Regions from separate parts of the Zea mays genome. Here regions 1 and 2 are each linked to region 3. A link is a contact called in public Hi-C data. All regions are on one chromosome and are shown on one strand. The core of a region is the stretch at or near the end of the contact, and the rest is flanking DNA. Distances in the headings are between cores, read along the strand shown. Region 1 holds the start of LOC100273665 (putative calcium-binding protein CML48). Region 2 holds the start of LOC100281626 (40S ribosomal protein S25-1). Region 3 holds the start of LOC541861 (kinesin-like protein KIN-5C).

Region 1 (3,422 bases), core at 544-3,043, 210 kb before region 3:
GAATAATGCTATTTCGCCTTTTGACTTCTTTCATCATTACACTACACATGATCTGAACGCCAGTTGTGCCATACAAAGAAACATGGCCTCCACTCCAATCATGCCTAAGATTATTTGTACAACGGAAGACAAGTTGATAGCGTGTCTTGGTACTTTTTTGTATACACCATTTGGTATTGTGTGTGACTTAGATGTAAAAAAACAGCGTTATGCATCACAAATTGGAGCAGTGGCACAACAAGACTGTAGCAATTGAGCAGTCTTTTTATAACTATAAGTAAACTGAGAAACCCTGCAATCACTCACCCGCCATTGCCCAAGGCAATCCCAGAGGGATACGAACTGTGTTGGCCCTGCAACGTGGAAGCATCATCAAGTCAGCAGCTTGTGTATACCAACCATTCTGACAAGGGAAATGTTATAGCCGCTTTGAAGAAAATAAATAAATAAAATGCAACAGAGGTCCCGAATAAAGGGATGAGATGAATGCTACTTTTCAGAATCTTTTACCTTAACAGAAAGAACAATTCCGCTAAATTAGAAAGGATGGCGTGCAGCGCCAACTGCTGCTTATGAGCACATATTCTAAGTTACGCATATTCTAAATTAGCATCACTGAGCATTCATATTATCTGAAGGAGCAGCAGCAACTAGCACCGTGCGATTCCAGGTTTGAGCACATATTCTAAGTTGCAGTATGAAGAGAACGATTAGAAATGAAACAAATTCAACTATCACTGTGCAACCAGAAGAATGATGGGTGGCAGGCATGCATCATTGCGAACCTGAACCTCTATATCAATTAATATTATGGTAGCGGCATCAAATTTTGCAGAGGCCGAATTATCGGGAATCCTCGATGCAACGTGCAAGAAGAGAAGGGGAGATCGATTCGAGGAGGCAGGGGGGGAGGGGGTTAGTTACCCATCCGTGACGGCGTGGAGGAGGAGGGGTCGTTGAAGAGGAACATGAGGAGGCGAACGGTGCGGACGCTGAAGCGGTGGTAGGCGGAGGAGAGCGCTCCCTGCAGCTCGCGCTCGTCGATGGCGCCGCTGCAGTCGCGGTCGGCGGCCCGGAAGGCGCGCTCGACGTCCGGGTGCGTCCCCGGCGGGAACGCGACGGGGACGAAGCCGTAGCCGGAGCCAGCGGGACCGAATCCGCCCGCCGCCTGCGAGGGCGGCGGAGGGTAGGCGGGCGGGTACCCGGCGTACGCGCCGTATGAGGAGGAGGAGGGCGGGGCGGCGGATGTAGCGGTGGGCATGTGCGGTGCCGGCGGGGCCGAGGGCGCTGGCCCTTGGCCGTACCCGCCGCCGTAGCTGTAGCTGTGGCCGTAGCGGTTGTAGTCGGACATGGTATGGGGCGGGACCGCGGGAGAGTAGAGGCGAGGCGAGGTGGCCTGGCTACTTCCTCCCTCCGTGTCGTGCTGGCCTGTCGTCGTGAGCAGGTGGGTGGGATGGGACGGGTGCCGAGCAACAGAAACGGGCCCTGCACCCTGCTGTTAAACAAAATGATCTACTGGTTCAGGAACGGAGGAATTCAGGAGCAGATGCTGCGCAAGTGCGCATGCGGTGTGACGAGTATCTATCTATCTATCCATACACTTTTTTCCATCTTATGCGTGTTGGCGCGATCTGTTTTCTTCTCCGTGTCGTCCGTCCTAGCTAGTTGAGTTGGCCATGCCGATCTCATGCACTGCACGCGTCATGGAAGCGACGTGAAGTTTCTGATCAAAACTCTCCGAGATTTGGAGAAGAACCGCGAGATGAGAAAGGGGGGAGAGGGGAAGGAAACACCCGTGACGACGACGCGTGCATGTTGTGAGCAGTCGTGCGGGCGTGAGCAACTTGGCTAAGGAACCGTCTGTCCGTACCCAACTTCGCCATCTTCCACCACGCCGCGTCGAAGCGAGCGTACGCGCTACGCGACTGCGGACAAACAAACGAGTGCGCCACCGTCGTCGTCGTCGTCAGGCTCCCACCAGCAGCCGCGGCTCTGGCTTTCCCGCGGCCGCCGATGCCCTATCACTCCACACGTTTGACTATACAAGTCGGCTGCCTTTTCACCATTTTCTACATATATGCTCAAGTAGATAGATCCGATCAAACGCTAAGGTCTGGTCTGGTTATGCGAGTCGGATCATGTTGGATTATTCGTCAGTTTTTTTTTCTTCTTTTTTTGAGTTAAGTGCCGTTTGGATGTGTTTGTTTTGGAGGAACTGAAATTTACTCCCTCCGATCGTTTTGTATTTTTAATAGATTTATACAATAATTGATGTATGTGTTTTATATATATTTAGATTTATAATCACCCATTTAAATATACACATAAAAAAGTAAGAGCCGAACGAAGGGAGTACTTAGTAATCTATTTGGCTTAGAATTTAACATTTCAATATTTTCCAAAGCTTAGATATAATAGTATTGTCTATAGTGTAAATTCTCTATTTTACATGATCTGCTGCGAATATCTTAAAGGTGTTAGCTCGTTGTTGGGGCCAATCACTCAACGAACTCTAGGGTCGACGCACAACACGTCCATGATGAGTGGTCGGACCGTATGTGACTGCAAAGAGGTCTTCGGTCTTCCGTGCAGGCGTGTGGACCGTCCGCGTGTGAGCGGCGGACCCTCCGTGAGGCGCGCAGAGCGCTTTGTAAATCTTCTGTAAAACCTATATCTCACCTCCCGTGGGGGACACTATCGGAGAGGAAGCATATTTGGGTTGTCTTTGGATCGACATGCTACCTAAGACGTCTCGAGACGATGTTGAGCCGAAGAGAGGTAAAGATTGAGGTTAGACAACTATAACTAGAGCTAAATTACTCCTACTTCTAATGCATAAGGTAGATTTGGGTTGATAGATCGATTGTTGTGTATTTCAATCGGTCGTACCCCTTCATGTATAGTAGGGGAGGAGGTCTAGACCAATTCCTAGATGATTTCCAATAGTTATCGCGAGATTTGCTAGGATAATCACGCAAGGGATAAGGGTTTCAGGCTGAATTAATTTATTCACAGACCGTTCGTGCTAATTCCAAAGTTCTAAGGCGTGGACCGTCTGGGCCACACGGCCAGACCGTCCGCCGTTCAAGTTCCAAATATAGTGCTCAACACATGCCCTCTGCCTTTTGGTGGAGCTAAGTGAGCCAAAAGCATCTGGTACAAGTTTTAATAAACTCGATGTGAGAACATCAGCCTTCTAAGGGTCTGTTTGGTTGGGTTGTGGCTGTGAAAAAAGTTGTTGTGGGCTGTGAGCTGTGGAAAAAACTGCTATAGGCTGTAAGCTGTTAAAAAGCTAAAAACCGTTTGGTGGAAACCACTAAAAGTCGTTAAAAATTATTCGATATATGTTTTCATAGTTCCATCCGAAAAGCTACTAAAAGCAGGTCTAGGGGTGTTTTCAGATTTGCACTACGAGAAAGTCG
Region 2 (3,262 bases), core at 70-2,569, 180 kb after region 3:
ACTATACCGGGCCAGTCCGTTAGCCCGTCAGCTCATTTGATTAAATCAACGTAAAATGTTAAAAGCGGTGCAGGAGGTGGGGTTTGAACCCATGCCCAGATGAAAGAAGGGCGAGAGACACTAGGTAAAATTATCTAACCAGTATAACATCATGAGGACATATCCTGTGCAATCACTTATCCTGGTGCAAGCGTGCAATCAAGCGATCTGGTGCATCCGATCTAGATCTAATGATGACTGTTATTTTATATTTAACCCCTTACACCTAAAACATCCTATTTTACTTTTAACCCCTTCCATGTGAAACCGTTGGATCTAGATCGGATGCACCAGATCGCTTGATTGCACGCTTGCACCAGGATAAGTGATTGCACAGGATATGTTCTCTAACATCATACTCAAATGTTTTTAATATTGAATATAAATTATATATATGTATATATGTTTTTTTAAAATAAAAATAATAATCGTGTCGGACCGGACCAGCACTATGGGTCGAAGCTATAGCCCAAGCACGACACGACGTTCTTGGCTCTTGCAAGCATTAGGTCGTTTCTGAGACCATATTGGCGCAATAGACTCTATGGTGTTTGAGGTTGCTGAATTGGATGGAGCAACAATGATTTGTCACACTAACAGTAAAATGAAAGATTATTTGTTGGTTTTAAACGTTAGTAATTGCTACGCAGTAGCATAATTTATACGGAGCACATCTAGTTTTTATTGCTGCATGATTTTAGTAATCACTCGATATTTTGATCTATCTTTTTTATAAGTTTGAGTTGATGTGACTTATTTTAGAAACTTGAGCTCACAAACTTTCTCTTATTTGGTATCTGTATGGTGGAATTATGTCATTTTATAATCTCTGTTCGTTCAGTCAGTCGTTGTGAACTCTCTTCTAATCGCTCACTTCATTAGTCATGTTGTACCCAGACATATTGGATGGAGTAAATAATAACATTAGTTAGCCAAATTAAAAAAATATTATACATAGAGCGGAGACAATTAATAAAAATTCTTAAATTTTTTTTAGTGAATAGGTTACATGAATATTATTGTAAACCGTCGCAACGAGCGGACAACCGACTAGTCTAACTTTAGATTGAGAAAAATCAGAGACTACACTGACTGTTCTTCCTACGAAACACTCCTGCATGGCGAGCGAGTGGATGAGTCCTCTATTGGGCCGTTGCGTAGGCCTCATTTTTTTCCTGACCCGGTGCGTCAGTATTTTCTCCTGCGACGCTAATCCGACGGTCGAACCTGCACCGGGCTCGCTATATAATACTGCCCCACCTCACGCAACCAAAACCTAGCGCTGGCGCCGCAGACCCCTCCCCTTCGCTTCCTTCCCTAGCGCCGACGCCCACCAGACGAGATGGTGCGCTCACTTGCCCCCCACCGGCCATTGGACCCAACTGCCTGTCGCGCTAACTTTTTCGTGTATATCCTTGCAGGCCCCGAAGAAGGACAAGGCCCCGCCGCCGTCGTCGAAGCCGGCCAAGTCCGGTGGTGGCAAGCAAAAGAAGAAGGTGACCCTTCTCTCCTACTGGCTCGTCTCTTCGATTTGCTGGAGGTGCAGCTTCTTCGGGTTCTCACGGCACTCGTTCCTGTTGGTTTTGCAGAAGTGGAGCAAGGGAAAGCTAAAGGAGAAGGTAAACAACGCGGTGCTGTTCGACCAGGCTACCTACGACAAGCTGCTCTCGGAGGTGCCCAAGTACAAGCAAATCACCCCTTCCATCCTCTCCGAGCGTCTGAGGGTAATCACTCGTTCCAGATCTGTGTTGCATCCAAACCTTGTGCACAGCCGCAACGTTGATTAAATTAAATTGCTATGAGTGTCTATTATCTGTAATGCCATCGTACTTGGCCAACTGCATGTAAGATTAGTAGCCTGGAATTTTGTAATGAGTCATGATTAATTCATTGAAGCTCCATCTGATGGCTAGCTTAATGGCTCCAAGTTTATTTGAATTGGCAGGTATGAAAGGTGCCGCATGTATGCTAGGCATTGTGTGAGTTGTTTTTGAGTAGTAATTTGAATTGGCAGTTGTTGCTACGATTTTTATCTTGAATATGTGACATCCATGTGTCATTTTAATAGCAAACTATTTTGTTGCATACCTTCCAGTGATGCACATCAGAGTGTGCTCCTGCTATCAATTAGCATGACTATTGTAGCATGTCCATGTGTTCAGTATGCATCAGGAATCAAATTCTGTACCTGTATTAGGTGTTGTTTTGTAATAGCTTAACTTGTTCTGTTGACTTGCAGATCAACGGCTCCCTTGCTCGGAGGGCCATCAAGGACTTGATGGCGCGTGGCCTCATTCGGATGGTCTCGGTCCACTCAAGCCAGCAGATCTACACCAGGGCAACCAATACATAAGGATGGGGAAGAGGTCTAAAATGCATTGTCTGCCCTCTCTGCAGGAGGAGCTCGTCTTTAGAACAGTTGCCATCTTTGTCAAGAGTTGCCAATGTTATGTTACTGGTGATGAGTTCCAGGTGACGGCAACATTTTAGAGATTTTGAGTATTTCTATTAGTTGGTACTATGGTTTGCCAATTATAAGTTACTTGGCCTAAATGGTTTTTGTTTTATGGATCTATGGTATTTTACATGATTTAAATCAATTCTAGGGCGTAGAGGCAAAGTAAGATTAGCCAAGAGATTAGTCAGCTTTCGCTCGATAATGTCGAACTTCTATTAAACACATTAACAAAAAGATTGAGTGGTAAACCTAAGTCTGTTTATTTTCTGATTATACTTTGTTTGGATGTAGATTTTAGAGCATAAAATTGGAAATTGGAAACATCTTTCATAAATTCTGTTGTTTGGTTACATGTGGACTTGAGATTTGGAATTAGAGGTCCAATTCCTTGGTATTGGACTAACCTCTTTCAATATAAAGCCTTATCCCACTGAATTACATGAAATTATATTGCACAATTTCAAGCTTCAGTACAATGACATCAAAACATTAGAATTGGAATTATATCTCATTTTAATGCCATGCCTGGTTTGGTATTCAACTCAATTATATCCTCTCTAATATCGATATTTAAATGCTTCATTTTAATACCATGCTTGATTTGGTATTCAACTAAATTCTATCCTCCAATATTGACATTCTAATGGAGCATTAGTGGCCATCCCATCGTAAGAATCGAAAAAAAATCATGTCAAACTAAGTACACTCAAGATATGTTAAATAAGTTTGGTATAATGACTTCAAATAGGCATCTCCACATAAATG
Region 3 (3,035 bases), core at 205-2,704:
AGAGGTAGAATCCACTTATACACTTCGACAGCTTCAACCTAGTAAAATGCATGCCATCTAATAAGAACATTTCCATATGTATCCAGTATCCAATCACAAACGTTAGAGCTAATAAGTTCACAAGGTTATTTTTCAATTGACATTTTCAGTCATAGCTTCGAGAATAAGGAAACTACGAAGGTTGTAAACTGAGAAAGTGAAGCCATATCACCTCAGGCCTGTTCTTAATGCTCTTTGCCCGGTGAGCATAATCCAATGTACTCAGGGTTTCTTCGAGACAATGCACAGAGGGTGAAACAGTAGCGATAATACAAGTCTTTGTTCTTCCTCCTAATGAATCACGCAGCAATCTTGTGAGTTTGCTGTCCCTGAAAGATAGGAGAACTTTCAGCAAGGTAACAAGCGGCAATTATTGTATCTGCACCTACATGATCAACTGCCGCTTACCTGTAAGGAACATGTCCAAGGTGTTCGACCAATGCCGTAATCACACGACCCAGAGTAAGCAAGCTTTTATTAATTTCGCCAGCCTCCCTTGCACGGCCCTATAGTCAAGAGGAAGTGCATTACTTCAGAATAGAATATTATTGATGCTAAGAGATGAAGGTATTTAAAAGTAGCATTCAAGCTTGTTCCACAATACAATACCTCCTTAGCTCCAGAACGAGAGATGTTCTCGGACCCAGCCAAGTCAACTAGATTTAACTTCCCGCATTTTATCAGCTCTTCTCCTTCAGGGGTTGCCTCTTTTATGTGAATAGTGATTGAGAATAGAGAGTGGGACCGGCTAAAATGTTAAAAGTAGTAATGAGCACATAAAGTTTGTTGTAGCGGTATAGTTCAAAAGAAGACTGGCTGAGATTGACCTAGATTGCTTGTTCAGTAATGTCTCTGCAGTGCGGCGTTTTGCAGACCCCCTTTCTAACAGAGAGAATATTTCACTCGCGTTCGTAACAATTTCTTCCTCGAGACCTCGAACAAGAACTCCACCCTTCCCATCCTCCATAAGATTAAGAGGTAAGGCTTTCTTCTGTTTATCCTCAAATGCAGCCTTAGATATCTCTTCAGGAGCAAGAAGATCTGTAATTTCCTCATTGTACAGCTCAAGGAACGTGATCTTAACACTGTACTCGGTGTTCTGCCTCTCCAGGGTATCAAAGATTTGCTTCACTGCCCGAGGTATAACTCCAGCGTCTGCAGGTAATTGACCCTTCGGTCCACTCTGCAAGCATTCTTGCATAATCGGTGACCAGCGAATGAGACAACCAGGAACCATAATAGTCATAAAAAACAGCAGACTTGCCTTGGCTCTCCTGCACTCGCCTTCCATGGTGTATGTTTTTCCAGTGCCTGTCTGGCCATACGCAAATATGGTGCAATTAAATCCCTCTAAAACCTCATTTACAATAGGAATAATGGCCTGGTCATACAATTCCTTCTGCTTTGCTGTCGGTCCAAAAACCTGGGAATAGGGCACTGCATGTTACAGTTCAGCACCTGGCAGCCAAACCTGAAACAAAGTAAAGCTGTGGCGCGGCTTGCACTAGCCGTTGAAATATAAGATAAGTGAATTGCCCTCTTCCTATCAGCTTAAGTACATGCAACTTAATATGATATCAAAGTCACCCAAAAGTCATGAGTTCAAATCCTGATTAGCACAATTAAAATAAAAAAATTGTTGTGCGCTCCTATTTCACATCTGAGACTCAAGAGACGTTAGACATGAGAGGGTGTTAAAATATAATAAGTGAATTGCCCAAGCTTTTGATAGTAACTTAACATGATTGCCTATACTAGCATAATTAAAACGTGCAGAACAGCCTGAACAGGTGCTTATTACGAGTGTTCCACATTAAGCAAGAGTATTATAGTCAAACAATATTGTTTGAATTCACAAGCTAAACACTTGCACTGCAAATTGAGCTTGTTTGGATGCAAGCAACCGGTCTCATTGTTAAGCAGCCATAGATATTAAATGTCCCCCCAGAATGAACCAGGGGAACAAACACAATAGAATACTGGTGGGGATTCGCCAATCATTCACTAATTTTAAACTGGTCACACTGAAATAGAACTAGCCACAGCCACATCGCCGTAAAAACAAATGCAAGCATCAATGGGGTGGGGGAAACGCATCCAGTCACTGAAACTCCCACATCACGTGGTCAGAAACGAGGTAGAGGGCAGCAGACCTTGTCGAAGGCGTAGACCCGATCGAACTGCTTCCCGGCGATGTTCTGCGTGACGGCGACCTCCCGCTGGTAATCGTTGCAGGTGATGACCTGCGGCGCGTTGTTCCGGAGCTCATCATCGCTGAAGGGCCTGCGGAAGCAACCACGCGGGGATCAAAGGGCGGCGGATCTGGGGTGTGGGGGCTGAAACCGACTGCGCGCGAGAGAGAGGGAGTGAGAAATCGACGGCTGCCCGTGGCAAGTACCTGCAGCGGAGGAGAACCTGTACGTTCACCGACTTCTCCTTGTCATGTCGCGACGACATGGCGCAAGCGACGGCGGAGAGCAGCGCTGGACGGGCGGGCTGCGGTGGCTTAGATTTCAAAATATCTGCATCAAGAGGGGGAGGACTGAGGAGCGGGTGCGGGTCGGGAAGAGGGAGAATTCGAACTTTTGGGGGTTGCGACAGCAGGTGCGTCAGATTTATGCTATGAGCCGTTGGATAGGCAGCCCTCAACGTGTGTGAACTGGGCTCGGCCCAATAGGCCTGTTAGTGGGGTCGTGCGTCGTTTTGATATTTCTCTGTCTCCCCTCTACTTTGTAAATCTGTACTACTCTATAAGGACTCAATGTGAACGTTCACAATGCTTTACCATGCCCCCGTCGCCTCCGTCTCACGAGCCACCGCCCCGACCGCGCTCCCCCGTGTCCTGCGGCGTCTGCACCCTATGTGCCCCGTCGTGCTCTCTCCCACGCCCGCGGACCGTCGTGCCCCCTCCCCTGATCTCGAGCACGCCCACGCGTGAACCCAGCCCTAGCCATGCCCCCGCCGAGCCCCCGCCCCCGGATCTCGTGCATGGATGA

What was found. Hi-C and Micro-C count contacts between places; a contact is called where the count stands out from the background.
Region 1: a contact with region 3 is called in a Hi-C map of leaf, with 4 times the contacts expected there. The contact joins the promoter of LOC100273665 here to the promoter of LOC541861 in region 3. A contact is called at or near these places in 5 of 25 Hi-C or Micro-C datasets (bundle sheath, ear, leaf and 1 more).
Region 2: a contact with region 3 is called in a Hi-C map of tassel, with 2.2 times the contacts expected there. The contact joins the promoter of LOC100281626 here to the promoter of LOC541861 in region 3. A contact is called at or near these places in 2 of 25 Hi-C or Micro-C datasets (ear and tassel).

The regions. Positions count from the first base shown.
Region 1 is chr4:54,564,016-54,567,437 of Zm-B73-REFERENCE-NAM-5.0, reverse strand. It overlaps LOC100273665 (putative calcium-binding protein CML48), which reads right to left and starts at 1,793. Exons shown (of 5, transcript NM_001148078.2): 1 at 925-1,793; 2 at 307-353. The coding sequence starts at 1,351.
Region 2 is chr4:54,175,287-54,178,548 of Zm-B73-REFERENCE-NAM-5.0, reverse strand. LOC100281626 (40S ribosomal protein S25-1) reads left to right here and starts at 1,319. Exons shown (of 4, transcript NM_001154545.2): 1 at 1,319-1,384; 2 at 1,461-1,535; 3 at 1,629-1,763; 4 at 2,279-2,592. The coding sequence starts at 1,382. The coding sequence ends at 2,392.
Region 3 is chr4:54,355,223-54,358,257 of Zm-B73-REFERENCE-NAM-5.0, reverse strand. LOC541861 (kinesin-like protein KIN-5C) reads right to left here and starts at 1,454. Exons shown (of 20, transcript NM_001349555.1): 1 at 1,304-1,454; 2 at 867-1,222; 3 at 649-787; 4 at 448-545; 5 at 212-368. The coding sequence starts at 1,330.